Linked DNA regions of Danio rerio: region 2 is linked to region 1. A link is a contact called in public HiCAR-type data. All regions are on one chromosome and are shown on one strand. The core of a region is the stretch at or near the end of the contact, and the rest is flanking DNA. Distances in the headings are between cores, read along the strand shown. Region 1 has its middle 150 kb from the start of lpar1. Region 2 overlaps musk (muscle, skeletal, receptor tyrosine kinase).

The links. HiCAR-type assays count read pairs that join an accessible place to other places.
Region 2: a contact with region 1 is called in a HiCAR-type map of caudal fin, with 16 times the contacts expected there. The contact joins two enhancer-like sites. A contact is called at or near these places in 6 of 18 Hi-C or Micro-C datasets (caudal fin, embryo, fibroblasts and 2 more) and 1 of 4 datasets of contacts at active chromatin or transcription factors (caudal fin).

What each region holds. Positions count from the first base shown.
Region 1 is chr10:15,044,962-15,051,698 of GRCz12tu, forward strand. No RefSeq gene overlaps it. Among named protein-coding and RNA genes, the nearest start is that of lpar1, 150 kb to the right of the region's middle. Within about 2 kb of position 4,675, at least 4 of the 62 cell types and tissues checked have an H3K27ac peak or open chromatin away from gene starts, as enhancers often do.
Region 2 is chr10:15,282,559-15,288,693 of GRCz12tu, forward strand. musk (muscle, skeletal, receptor tyrosine kinase) reads right to left here. Exons shown (of 17, transcript NM_001004503.2): 15 at 3,708-3,902; 16 at 2,617-2,765; 17 at 365-2,304. The coding sequence ends at 1,619. Among named protein-coding and RNA genes, the nearest start is that of lpar1, 83 kb to the left of the region's middle. Within about 2 kb of position 3,268, at least 8 of the 62 cell types and tissues checked have an H3K27ac peak or open chromatin away from gene starts, as enhancers often do.

The DNA of each region.
Region 1 (6,737 bases), core at 3,425-5,924:
GGAAGCAGAAGCAGACATGGTAACCGTGCTTTCAAGGTCTGCTTTGGCCATGGGCCTGGAAATGGTTTATCACCCATCCTGCAACCGCACCGGATTGCAGGCCCGGGTGGTGCCTCTTCCTGGTGGAGTCAGCCTCATCGCCCATCCAAGGCATGTTGGTTATCTGAGCCTACACAGTCATGGGCCAGGTTGCTTTCACCCTGCACGCTAGGGCCACCTACCAGCGCTACCATGCGCATGCACTGGCCCAGCTGCACATGGGTGGTTCCAACTCAGGCTTGTTATGAGCCCTACACTGCAACTGACTGAGCTGTACAGTCCACAAGTCTGCTGCGTGTGACCTGGGAAGGACGATGGCCACAGTAGTAGTCCTGAAACACTACCTGAGGCTAAACCTGGAGAAAAAATATTTGTGAAGTTGATAATTTATTTTTCACCTCGCAGGCAACTAGCATTTATCGTCCCAGGGCACAGTTAAGTCTGGTAAACGGACTGCTAAGCGCTCCTGAGGTGGGTCATTTGGAGAAGAGGGAACTTGCTCTTTTTCAAGTGGGGGCCGGGCTCTTCATCCAACGGTGATCTTTCCCTGCCTGTGACACCCAGAACACTGCCAGTCTGGGATGCTATGCCTTCCAGCTCGCAGGATTGGTGCTCTTCGCCAGTGGCTTGCAAGGTGTGGGAGGACGGTTTCACTTCTCTCACACTTCCTGCCCCTCCTCTGGAGCCTAGATGCGAGGTGAGAGTGACTCTCTCGCCTACTGCTCTTCCGTGAGACCCCAGCGATCCCCGGATCAGCCCTCCCACTCCAAGCTGCCCCACTGCTGGTATGTCAGCGATTGTAGCAATGAAGCAAATAGGAGTTCTCTGCCTGCCTGGTTAGCGTGTTCCAGCCCTTCAAGGTGGCTAATAAGCACAATCAGACTCAGCTACACGATTCAATTCGTGAAGTCCAGGTGTGTAACTGACCAGGGTCAGCCCTGTGCTCACCCCTGTCTTGTGAGAGAAGATTGCTGTTCTTCTGGTGAAGGATGCAAGTTAGCCAGACCCTCTAGCAGAGATGGAGAGCGGGTTTTCCAGCCCGTACTTCATCATACCCAAATGAGCTGTGGGTTACAACCAATCCTAAATCTTAGATGGCGAACATTCCAGATCAGTGTGATGTTATCCTCCTTCAGTTGGCTGGAACTAAGACTGTCCCCTCCACACTGAGGGGTTGGCGTTATGATCTTTCCCACTCTGAGGACACGGCGATGCTGACACGGTGGGAATGTATTTCCTCTTCATCCAGATCCTAGAGGAGCTAGAGTTGGATATTAATTCTATTCTGTTCCCCTCTCATACCCACTTGGAGATCTCTCTGAGGAGAGGTCTGCTCGATCACTCGACTCAGTATCTTTAAGATTCTGTCTAGTAGACAGCTCTGCTGGTCACGTTGGCATCGGTAAAATGGGCAAGTATGTGGAGGCATTTTCGGACTGCGAAATGTGCCAGCGTTTTGAGCCAACCCAGTCTTAAGTTTTTCCTGAGACCCTGGCCCACCTAGGTTCCCTAGGGTCCTATAGAGTTCATTTTACACGTAGTGAACCTGAATGCGCTGCCTATGGAGGAGGCAGACCCAGCCTCTTAATTGCTGTATGCTGTATGCGGTGTACACGCTGTATGTCTTGTATACGGACCGTTCTCAAAGCTTTAGATCAGGGCTATTCAATTGGCGGCCCGCGGGCCAAATCTGGCCCCAGAGGCACTTTGTTCCGGCCCTCCAAACAGTGTGACCAAGACATCAAAAATAAATTTAGTTCAGTCCACAAACGGTCGCTATAGTTTTGAAGTGACATACGTCTCTGTTCAATAACAGCACGAGCTGAAGTTCAGGCTGCACAAAGCGTGAGTCATCGCTAGTGAGTGGTGCGGGCAGCTGAAAACATGATTGTAGAAAAGGCTATTTGTACAATGTACTGATATCGTTAATAGAGATGCAATGATTAGCCGATTTTACTATTAACTGCACTTTAATTCATCACAGTTTATTAATCGTAGTCTTCTCTACGCCACAATTCTGTTGCACGAAATGAAACGAAACTGCTGCAAAATGCCAAGTTGCCTGTGCGCTAGTTTTAAGTTTAAAGTACACCGAGGCTAATACGCACACACACAGGATTAACTATAGCAGCGGCCGTTCCCATATCACGTTTTTTCCGCTTGCAAGTTTGTTATTTCTAATGTAAGAATATATGACAATATGCGCGCACAAGCGGAGCGACGCGCTTGCGTCTTTCTGGGCGCACGCAGTAGAAAACATCTCATGGTGAGAGTTGGGCGTGTCTTTCAGTGCAATGTAAACAAAAGATATGTTAGACAAATTATCATTAAATGATTATGTATGCATGAATGCAGATGGCAACAACAGTTGATCTAAAAAGCTACTTACCTAATATAAAGCTTAAATTTACATTGAACGTGATAACAGTGAAACCATAATTATTCTTCAGACTATATAATAGTACAACCAAAATCTTAAATTGTTGCATCCCTAATTGTTATGCAGTTCAAACATATGAATGTGTCTGAATGTAGAAGAAGCCTACTTCAGCAATACACTGCTTTTGTTGTGCTCTGAAATACAACATTTGAATGTTTGTAAAAAAGTATATTGTACAATGGAGTAATATTAGTTTAAAAATAAAATATATTAACATTTTAATGTAGAAAATGCCAACATGGGTGTCTTAAGGAGCAAAAATATACAGAATATATATACTGTGGTATTAATACTGTGGTATTAAAATTCCTAGAAAGTAACTAGATGCATTACAAATCCCAAACAATATATTTAAATCTGTAAAACTTCTGTTGAAGTGTGATAAGTAAGGGCCAGGGAACATGTTGGTAGACCATGCTTCCAGTGAAGCAGTTGCACTCACTCTCTTGGCTTGGCATAACCTCTCATTGGGGGCAAGGAAAGGTTCAACTATTGTGACGTTTTCCAAACATTTCCCCAAAGTGGAAGTTTCCACATAGCATTTTAGCATTCCACATAATAAGCCCTTAGAAGAACTACAGCTGATCAAATCATTAGAAAGTCACTTACCTGTATTATTGTCTCTCTCTTTTGTATGTTGTACTGTAGTTCTGTACAATATAGTACAGTTCTGTATACAAGTTCTGTATATATATATATATATATATATATATATATATATATATATATATATATATATATATATATATATATATATATATATATATTTATTTATTTATTTTGTATTTATTTATTTATTTTTACACTGTAATGGTAATGAAAATAAAATAGTTCAGTCACAAATGAACGTGCTGCTGTTAATTCACACATTACCATGCCATTCAATGCCATGCTGGTTATTTGTATTATTATTATTATTATTTATTATTGTTGTTGTTATTATTATTTTAATTTTCTTCAGCAAAATAATAAATGAGCTTTGTAGGTAAAATTGTGGTCCTTGGTCATTCATAAAATGCAAGTTAGCAGCGACACTAAAATAAGAAAAAATAAATAAATATTTGATGCAAGAAACTGAACATTGTATACAACATTATTGTCATTAACTTACAGCCAGTATAAGCTAATCATTTTCTTTGGGTTTTTCTACAAAAATATCTCTCTTTTTTTCTTTCCCTATAGACTTAACAGACATATAAAGCTTAAAATAGGCCTTTTGTCCACGTAGAAAAGGGTTTAGATCTTTAAATTCAGAGTTCAAATTAGAACAAAAACACATGTTTTGCAATTATTTTGTTTTGTTAAGTGTATTTACCTACATGATTTCAAATATCAAGCTTTTATTTGGCGTCACTGGAATTGTAAATAGTATATAATTTAATCTACTTAGTTTAGTGAGTATACAGAGTCACCATGACAATCATTTTTATATTGTGCAGCTGACATTTCATAAAAAAAAAATATTTTTTTTTAATGAAAATTGTAACTGGAGTTACTTTTTTATGGTTAATGATTTCATGGCTAATAATTTATTTGTGTCATTAGTGTTAATGTGCTTTTCTTCATCACAAATGTCCACAAAAATGTGCAAACATGGTTGTGGAAATGAACATAATTAACACTTTTAACAAACCTGATTAAAACAAATAAAATGTATACTCCAACATTATGTGTTGCTTTATCAACATTTTTTTGTAAACCTGATTACATGTGCTAATAAATAAATAAATTATATATATATATATATATATATATATATATATATATATATATATATATATATATATATATATATATATATATATATATAGCCTATTACCAAAATAAAAAAAAAGTATTGGCCTAATACTTTTTTTTTAAACACCAGTGACAAAAATGGTATGCGTTTTTAATTTAATCCACAATAATATATAGTAAAAAAAAAATCATTAATCTGTCATTAATGTGTATTCATAAAGGCAATTGATTTTTAGATATATTGCCATACCAACCATTCTGAAAAGGAAAGCAGGGTGGAGAAAATGTGTCTGTAGAATGGCACATACATATATAACGTTATGGATTAATAAATTCAACTTCTTGTCCTTAACCTACATGCATTGTTATGTTTGGTTAAACTTTTTATGCAACGAACTAATGTGCAGTGAATACAGTTAATGCACGAATCACAGTTGTGCCTCGCCTGTTTGGTCCACTAGATGGAGCACAAAAGCAGCAAGTGTGGCATCTCGAGTCGATCCTAGCTGCACAGGAGGATTATTACACAAAACCTGGTGAAAAAAAATAAAAATACAAATGCATTAATCACTAGAACAGCATGTGCTTCTACAATATAAAACTACACACACACTGACTGAGGCACCTCTTGTCCCGCTTTCGGAAATAAAGGTGCAGAAGCTATCAGCGTGTTAATATGTTTTAAAGATCAATTGATAATGTAGACTGGAGTAAAGATACTGATTATGTTGTAGATCTGTATTTTTGATTTAATGAATGGAGTATTTGCGAGCCCAGTTGGCTTCCTAAACATTTAAAAAGTCTTACTAATCCAAAACCTCTGAATGGTTGTGTCCATAAGATCTCACAAAACCTTTATGTGCAATACATGTGTTGTTTCAATATTGTGTTGTTTTTTATTTATTGGAGTAACCTGGGAAAAAAAGTACTCTCCTCTATCTCCAATTTTACAAGCAGCTGAGAGCTTTTGGGCTGGTCGGGTAACTAAAATCAAGGTACAGTATAAAAACAGCTGTCCAGGAAACTCCCAAGCTGCCTTTCTGCAACACTGATAATTATAAGAATGACTGAGCACCAATAACTACTGATCATTGTAGAACAGCGAATCATTCATTTTCTTTTCAGCTTATTCCGTTCATTAATCTGGTGTCGCCACAGCGGAATGAACCGCCATCTTATCCAGTATAGGTTTTACACAGCGGATGCCCTTCCAGCTGCAAACCATCATTGGGAAACATCGTACACACTCATTCACACACTTACACTTTGGACAATTTGTCATCATATTAGAATTATTTAAAGAGTCATGTGACACTGGACTTCAGCTTTCCATATTAGCTTTTTACACTATTTAATAATACTTATAATAAAATAAACAGCATTTTTGAGCAAATAACATTTAAAATAAATGTCTGTAGTAGCAATTATCTAGTTTAGGTGGTCTATGGCCTGTAAGCTTAGTATTTATCCTTAAATAAATCTGTTACTAGTGTAAAAGTACTTTAAAAAAGTCAATTTCAAGCTAGTCGCCAGAAAACAAACAAAAAAATAATAATAAAAACAGCCTTCTCCACCTTTTTAACAAGTATAGCTAAAGCACTGCAGTGATTTTTTTCAAAGCTGAGTGAAAAACCTTGGACTAGTTTGCGCAAGGAGATTGTTTTGGAAAATATATCATAATATTTGGTGGGCAACATTATTTTTAAGTCAACGTTCAGATTGAAGAGGCCTGACATCTTTTAATATGATACATATTGTGTGTCTGTGCGAAATGTTGTGCAATACATTCATTCATTCACCTTTGGCTTAGTCCCTTTTTTCATCAGGGCTCACCACAGCAGAATCAACCGTCAACTTATGCAGTATATGTTTTACACAGCGGATGCCCTTCTAGGTGCAACTCAGTAATGGGAGACACCCATACACAGGGAGAACATGCAATCTCCAAACAGTATCAGCTGATTCTCAAAACTATGACCTTCTTGCCATGCTAACCACTGAGTCATTGTGTTGCCTTGTGTAATACAGTTACAAATATGTAAAATGCAATATCGCCCCACAGTGGCCAATTTCTTTCAGATTTTCGACATTTTAAAAGCTAAGCAATACCACGAGTTTAATTTTGGTCACACTGTTAACCTTGTCTAAGAAGTTTTGAAATTCATTGGTCTATGGGTTTTTTTTTTTTTTTTTTTGTGAGAAGAACCAATTTCCTTGAACAGGAGTGTTGCTAGACATAAAGCTCTACTGGGGCATGTCAGTTTGTTTTCGATTAAACAACATTGCTATCAATGGTTCATTTGTACATAGAGAATAATGTATTTATTCTAGCATTACCACTTGTAATTAATGCACATATAAAGTAAACTGTAACTGAAAGCATTTACTGGGGCACTGGCAAATTTTACTGGTCAAATGCCCCATTAAATCTAGCGATACACCTACCCTCACAGATGGGTGCCATCTTGGACAAATACACTGCATGCCAATTTTTTTTGTTAGTTTCATGACCAGTTTCTGG
Region 2 (6,135 bases), core at 2,018-4,517, 240 kb after region 1:
CACACACACACTGGTCAATTTTAGCATACCTAAATCACCTATACCACACATCTTTGGACTTTTGGAGTACATGCAAACTCCACAAAGAAATGTAATTTAACTTTCTTCAGTGGGTTATAAATAAAATATGGTAATTCTAATAGTTTAATAAAAGTTATTTGAGTTATGGAAATGACCAAGCGACCCCTTGTCATTGTTCCGCGACGCTTCCAGGGGGTCCTGACCACGTGGGAACAACTGCTGTAGACTATTGATTGCTTTTAAATCTCAATAATATTATTGCAGTTAACTCAGTTACTGTGACTATATAGCACAGTGTTGCTTTTTAAATGGTAGAGCTGTGTATTTATTTATGAATATGTATTCAAGACAAAAGAAATTGTTTTATTTCAAACAAAATTCATATCCAACATCTATTCATACATCTAATGTAACCACAGTATTAAAATAGATTGCTAACATTATGAAATAATATAATGATAACATTATTATAACTATAAAAGTCATGCTATGCATGTGCAATAGCACATGTTCTAAGTATTTTTGTTTCTGATATAGTGTCAAAATATCTGCCTAAAGTTTGGACTGGCTGAACTGAAGTGAAGTCAAGTTGTTGTAGAATTTGTTATAATGTGTACTGTTATATACCCACTTTAATATATAGAACTTTTGGTTAGTACTTGAGATCTTACTTCTATTTGAGTTATCTCAGAGACATTGACCTTATTTTCTAAATAACCTGAAAACTAGTAATAAACTATATAAATTCCACAAATCTTTATATAGGATTTTGTCAAAATAAAACTGATTGAACCATTATAGTCAGTCAGTCTGTTTGTTTTCATTTCTTTGACAATATCATAATACATTTTGGTTAACTCATGAAATCATTTTACAAATAAAGTATGCTACATATTTACATACTACACTGTTTTACTTACTACTAACAAATAAAACAAAACAAACAAAGATCTTATCTTGGAATATCAATGTGAAACAAAAAACAAAGCATAAAATAAAGTGATGATGTGCCACTTTGGAATATACTATTCTACTTTTTTTTTTTTTTAATGAAATGCTGAGAACAGTCTATACGTTAAAGCACTGAAACATGTTCTTGAATGAATGTCTTTTTAAGAATTTTACAAAACTATATCTAGATGAATAGTACTTTCACTACTTAAAATATATCCAAAGGGAAGACAAAAGCAAAAAATACTATACTATATGTCTCTGCTTGCAGAGATTTCATTTTAGACTGAAGTGGTATATTATTACCCGGTGATTACAGAAATTCTCAAGATATGAACCTCAAGCCTTCACTACTGTAGCTCTCATTTGAGCTCCACCATACATCTGTGCCATAAAAAAAGAAAAAAACTATTGAGCTTCAAAGAGTTTGAGGGATCAAGGTATGTGAGCCTTTTCAATCGTTTAAGGCTTTTTTCCCATTCCCCAATGTTCTTTTGGGTCCTTGGGTATTTGTGGGACCCTAAAAGGTCCTCCGGCTTGCCCTCTTGAGCATACAATAAAGTGTTTTATGCTTCTTCATGACCTCTCTGGGCTACTTTGGATTGTAATGAGTTCCTTAATGATTGGAGCTGCATTTTAGAGATCCTCAAGAAAGACCAGATTTGAGCATCTGGTCATGCATTCTTTCCAGGATGCGGTGAATGCTGGCAAAACTAGGCCGGTCAGTGGGGTGACCGCTCCAACACAAACGCATGAGGTTATACAGCTCCTGTGGACAGTTTTCTGGGCAGGAAAGAACATTTCCATCCCTTACGTAGTAGATGACTTCTTCATGGGCCATGCCGTAGTAAGGCTGCATGCCATATGAGAAGATTTCCCATAATACCACACCATAAGCCCAAACATCTGACTCGCTGGTGTAACGATTGTAAAAGATAGATTCTGGTGGCATCCAGCGAATCGGGATGGCATCATTTTCACTGGCTTTGTAGTAATCAGCTGCATAGATATTGCGTGAGAGACCAAAATCTGCAATTTTCACAACCAAGTTTTCTGCTACCAAACAGTTTCTAGTAGCAAGGTCACGGTGGACAAATTTGCGCTCCGATAAGTACGCCATTCCTGCTGCCACCTGTTTGGAAATGGAGAGCTGCTCCTGGCAGCTGAGGGGTGGGTAACGCTCAGGTTCTGACACGAGACTGCTGGAAGTCAAGGTATCCCGACTTAGACTGGGCTGCTGGGTTGCACAGCGCCGTCGCAGGAATTCATTCAAGTCCCCATATGCCATGTATTCAAACATGAGACACATGGGCTTCCCCACTGCACAGACACCTGCATGACAGATACACAAACAACTGGCTTAGTCACACTGTCGATACCAAACCAAAAATACACTTCTGTTATTCTAACACTTAATGAGGCATTGAGTCTGGTTCCGGAATACCAGAGAGGGGACTGATGCGGGGTTACACATTGGGTCAACACTGAAATGGATGAGTCAAGCTATTTTAAGGCTTTTCTTTTTGATTGCGGTACCCTTGAGGAAAGGACATACATGTAATATGAAGCAGATGTGGTTCATTTTAGGAAAGTCCTCAAGCAGATTTTTGCTTTCTTTGAAAGCAAGCAGTTGTGATACATTACCCAGGAGACGGACAATGTTGGGGTGATCAAACTCAGACATGAGTGCAGCTTCTCGTTGAAAGTCATTCTGCATATCAGTTGAAGCTTCCTCTTTCAACATCTTTACTGCCACCATGGTGAAGGGCTCCGTTGGCAAAAGACCTGGGGCTCTAAAGGAAAGCAAGCATATTAGGAACTAGTAGCAACAGCTTACTTGAATTAGAGTAAAACAGTTTTAGTTCATATTTGCTGATCTTCCTTAAAATATATGTACAATGCAAACTTGTAACTCCAATAATTTGAGAAACGTCTATAATAATGTAGTAGGCAGAATAGTCTGAGCCAAAGTACTCAAGAACACACAAGCCTGCAAAACTGGGTTGTCAGTATATACAATATTCACTGTAATGGTAAACACTTTGCTTCGTGCAGTAGTAGGCCACCTTTAGTGATCTCAAACCAGACATCCCTAAACACATTGTAACAAATTGTCTTAAAGCCTTTTAAAATATTTTAAATAGTGATGCCAAGCTGTGGAAACAGAACCACAATGGCAGAAATTCAAGAACCAACTTAGAATTCCATTAAGATTGCACTTCCTGTGCTAAAGGCTCCTGTGTGTTCCTGGAGAAGTAAACACTTTTCTAATGGGCGTCTATAAATAACCTCTGCTGCAGTGCTTTGCTCACACGATAGAGTCTACAGGGAAGTTTCATATTGAAACACATCACATGTTTACTAGACCTATCCAAGATCCTATTTCAGGATACAGCCATATGGAGTATAGCTTTTACCCACTGATGAATTTCCCTGGGGTCACTATGTACCTGATATCATAATTACAGTATGTTGCCGTCTGGTCTATATATGTCAGCCCTTTGCATCAGGTTGGGATCAGGTTGTCTCAAATCTAGTTGGTGAGTTAGTAAAAAGTTTCTAAAAGTTTAATCATTACTCACAAAACTGGACAGAATTCAATAATTATTTGTAAAAATTCACTTTGATGAATCCATGCTAAAAAAGACATGCAATGAAGTGTCTGTATAAATATTGACAGTGCCAAATCAGGACAGAAATTAGCACCATTTGCTTGTAATATTTGTAGCTCTCACCTCGCCTGAAACACCCTCCCAAAGGCCCCCTCTCCAATATCACGGACATATTCAATGTTGTTGCGTGGATATTCGAGACTGAGGAGCTTGGAGTTAAGCAGTAGAGGCAGTCGCTGGTACATGGGGTTGGGATGAAGTCTGTCCAACAAGAGCTCTGAGGGGAGGGTGGTCAATGTAGGTGTCTCCAGCACCCTACTGAATATGGAAGAACAACTGTTTAGTTTTGAGGTATTTAGTTAAAACTGTAATGTAACTTTCAAAGCAACCACAAGTACAATTTTTGTCCTCATGTAGGGTGTTCTACTCTTGGTGGAGCATCTAGAGAGCCCCTTTCTTGCAGAAAGAAGACAACTAAGATCTCCAGAATTACTTGGGCTTTACAAGCATGGGTTTGGGAGCAAAATTAAAGATCTCCTATAGACCATTGTCAACTCTGCTCCTGTAGGGCTATATTCTTAATTAATTAATGTCCAGTCCTCCTTAAACACGTTATCCTCTCAGGTGATTCTGAACACCCCAATTAGCTGGTTCATGAATGTTTACATAAGGTTGGAACTGAAGTAAATGCAAAAGTGTGAATAGACATCCTGTGGCACAAATTCAGCTCTGAACTCAAAGAGCTGGGTATACCTCTGAAAGGATCTAGTGGACTGAGACACAACCGCGAACCAATATACACAGTTTTTTAGGCTTCCAAAAGCACATTAACACAGCTATTCTCTCAATAAAATCCACATTAGCCATTTAGCAATGAAGCAGAAGCCCTGCCCATGATGTGAATCCTTGTCTGTTGTGAAGTGAATTTGATGCACGAATGAAGCAAAATTTGATGTGTGTAAGAAGCAAGAAAACTCAAAATGTTCATGTATCTATTTATGCATGTGCGCGTCTGGTGTGAGCAGACTTAAGACTCCTGTTATCCTAAGCTAAACTCTATATTCTTTGATCGTTGGTTTGAGATGTTCACTAAAAATAATTGAATGGCCGTTGTGATCAAATGTTCCCTCCAATAAAGTTCTCTCACTGTCAGACAATGTCAGACATATTCCTGCAGTGTCACTTCAGCTTCAACAAGCGTCAAAACAAGAACCAATAAGAGTGTTGAATCTGATGACATGGCGTCAGAAGCATGGCAACCTCAAATTACTTCAGTAAGCTTTTTTTTTCTGGTTTTATTCTTAAGGCATGTGTGAGCATAATTACACTATATTGTTTACGATATCTGTAAGGGAATTTTTCCAGAACCTGGGTTATTGAATGTGTCACGAATCAATTTCGTCAAACTCTGGATGGGTTTTCTTGCACTTGTCTGTGTTTCGCACATCTTCATTGTCATTCTGTCTGACACTCTGACAACTGCGATCTTACAGTGTGACATGAGAATAATGTTTGTGCAGTCTGACAAGCTGCAGTCATACGGTATTATTGACAATTGCACAGTTTGAGCGGGGTTTAAGGGTGTACTCTCACTAGGGATGTTACCTTAAACCATGCCGAAGCATGCTTGTGCCCCCTCCCATCTACTCTGACGGCCTGAACTCACATTGCATCCGAGTGGGAGCATACTTATGTCATAGATGATGCTACTATTCAGTTTAACAAGAAGAAAAGGCTCTGGCTCTTTACAATGGAGATTGCTTTAGTTATTTTGTTTTTTATTATTTTTTGTCATTTGGGATGCATTGACATACAGTCAAATATTTTGCTGAACAGATCCACAACTTTTGATGCTTATAAATTACCATAAAAGTCCTCATGCTGCACATATTAGGAGGTTTGCTGAAGTTGCAGCTGTCGTGCAGCAAAGAGTTTGTTTTTAATAAACTATGACAGTTTGCGTTCCTTGAAAAGTAAGAATGTTTAATAAATCCATATGAAAAAGTCCCCAAAAAGTGATGTCGCATTTTCAGTTTCGAACTGCGCTCTGGCACACCCCTTTCAACCAGGCCAGGGCTGGCCAACTGAACCATGCCTGAGCCTGATTCAGAGCACTCACACTTGTCAAAGAACCCAGAAACGTGTTTGGGCACAGTTCGGATACGATTTTGTAAGTGAGCCAAAGATTGTAGCTATCCAACACAGTGGTTTCCAGACCTGGTCCCAGAGAACTCAGAACACAACTCATTTAAGATGTCTTTCTTAAGCCTACTATCAAGCTAAAGAGTTTAATTTGGGTTTGTTTGGTTATGAAAACAACATATCCACAGCTGGCAGTTCTTCAGCACTTGGATTGCAAACTCTATGCTCTAGGAGACTAGTTGGCTACCCCTGGAGAGATCAGTAATCTTCAAACCTACTTATAGAGAGCTACATACTTGCAGATTTCAGTGCCAATGCTACTCCAGCACACCTGATTGTAAGTATCTGAATCAAACATGACTAGCTGGTTTTAATTTGGGTTTTTGTTGAAACTTTGAAAATGAAATAC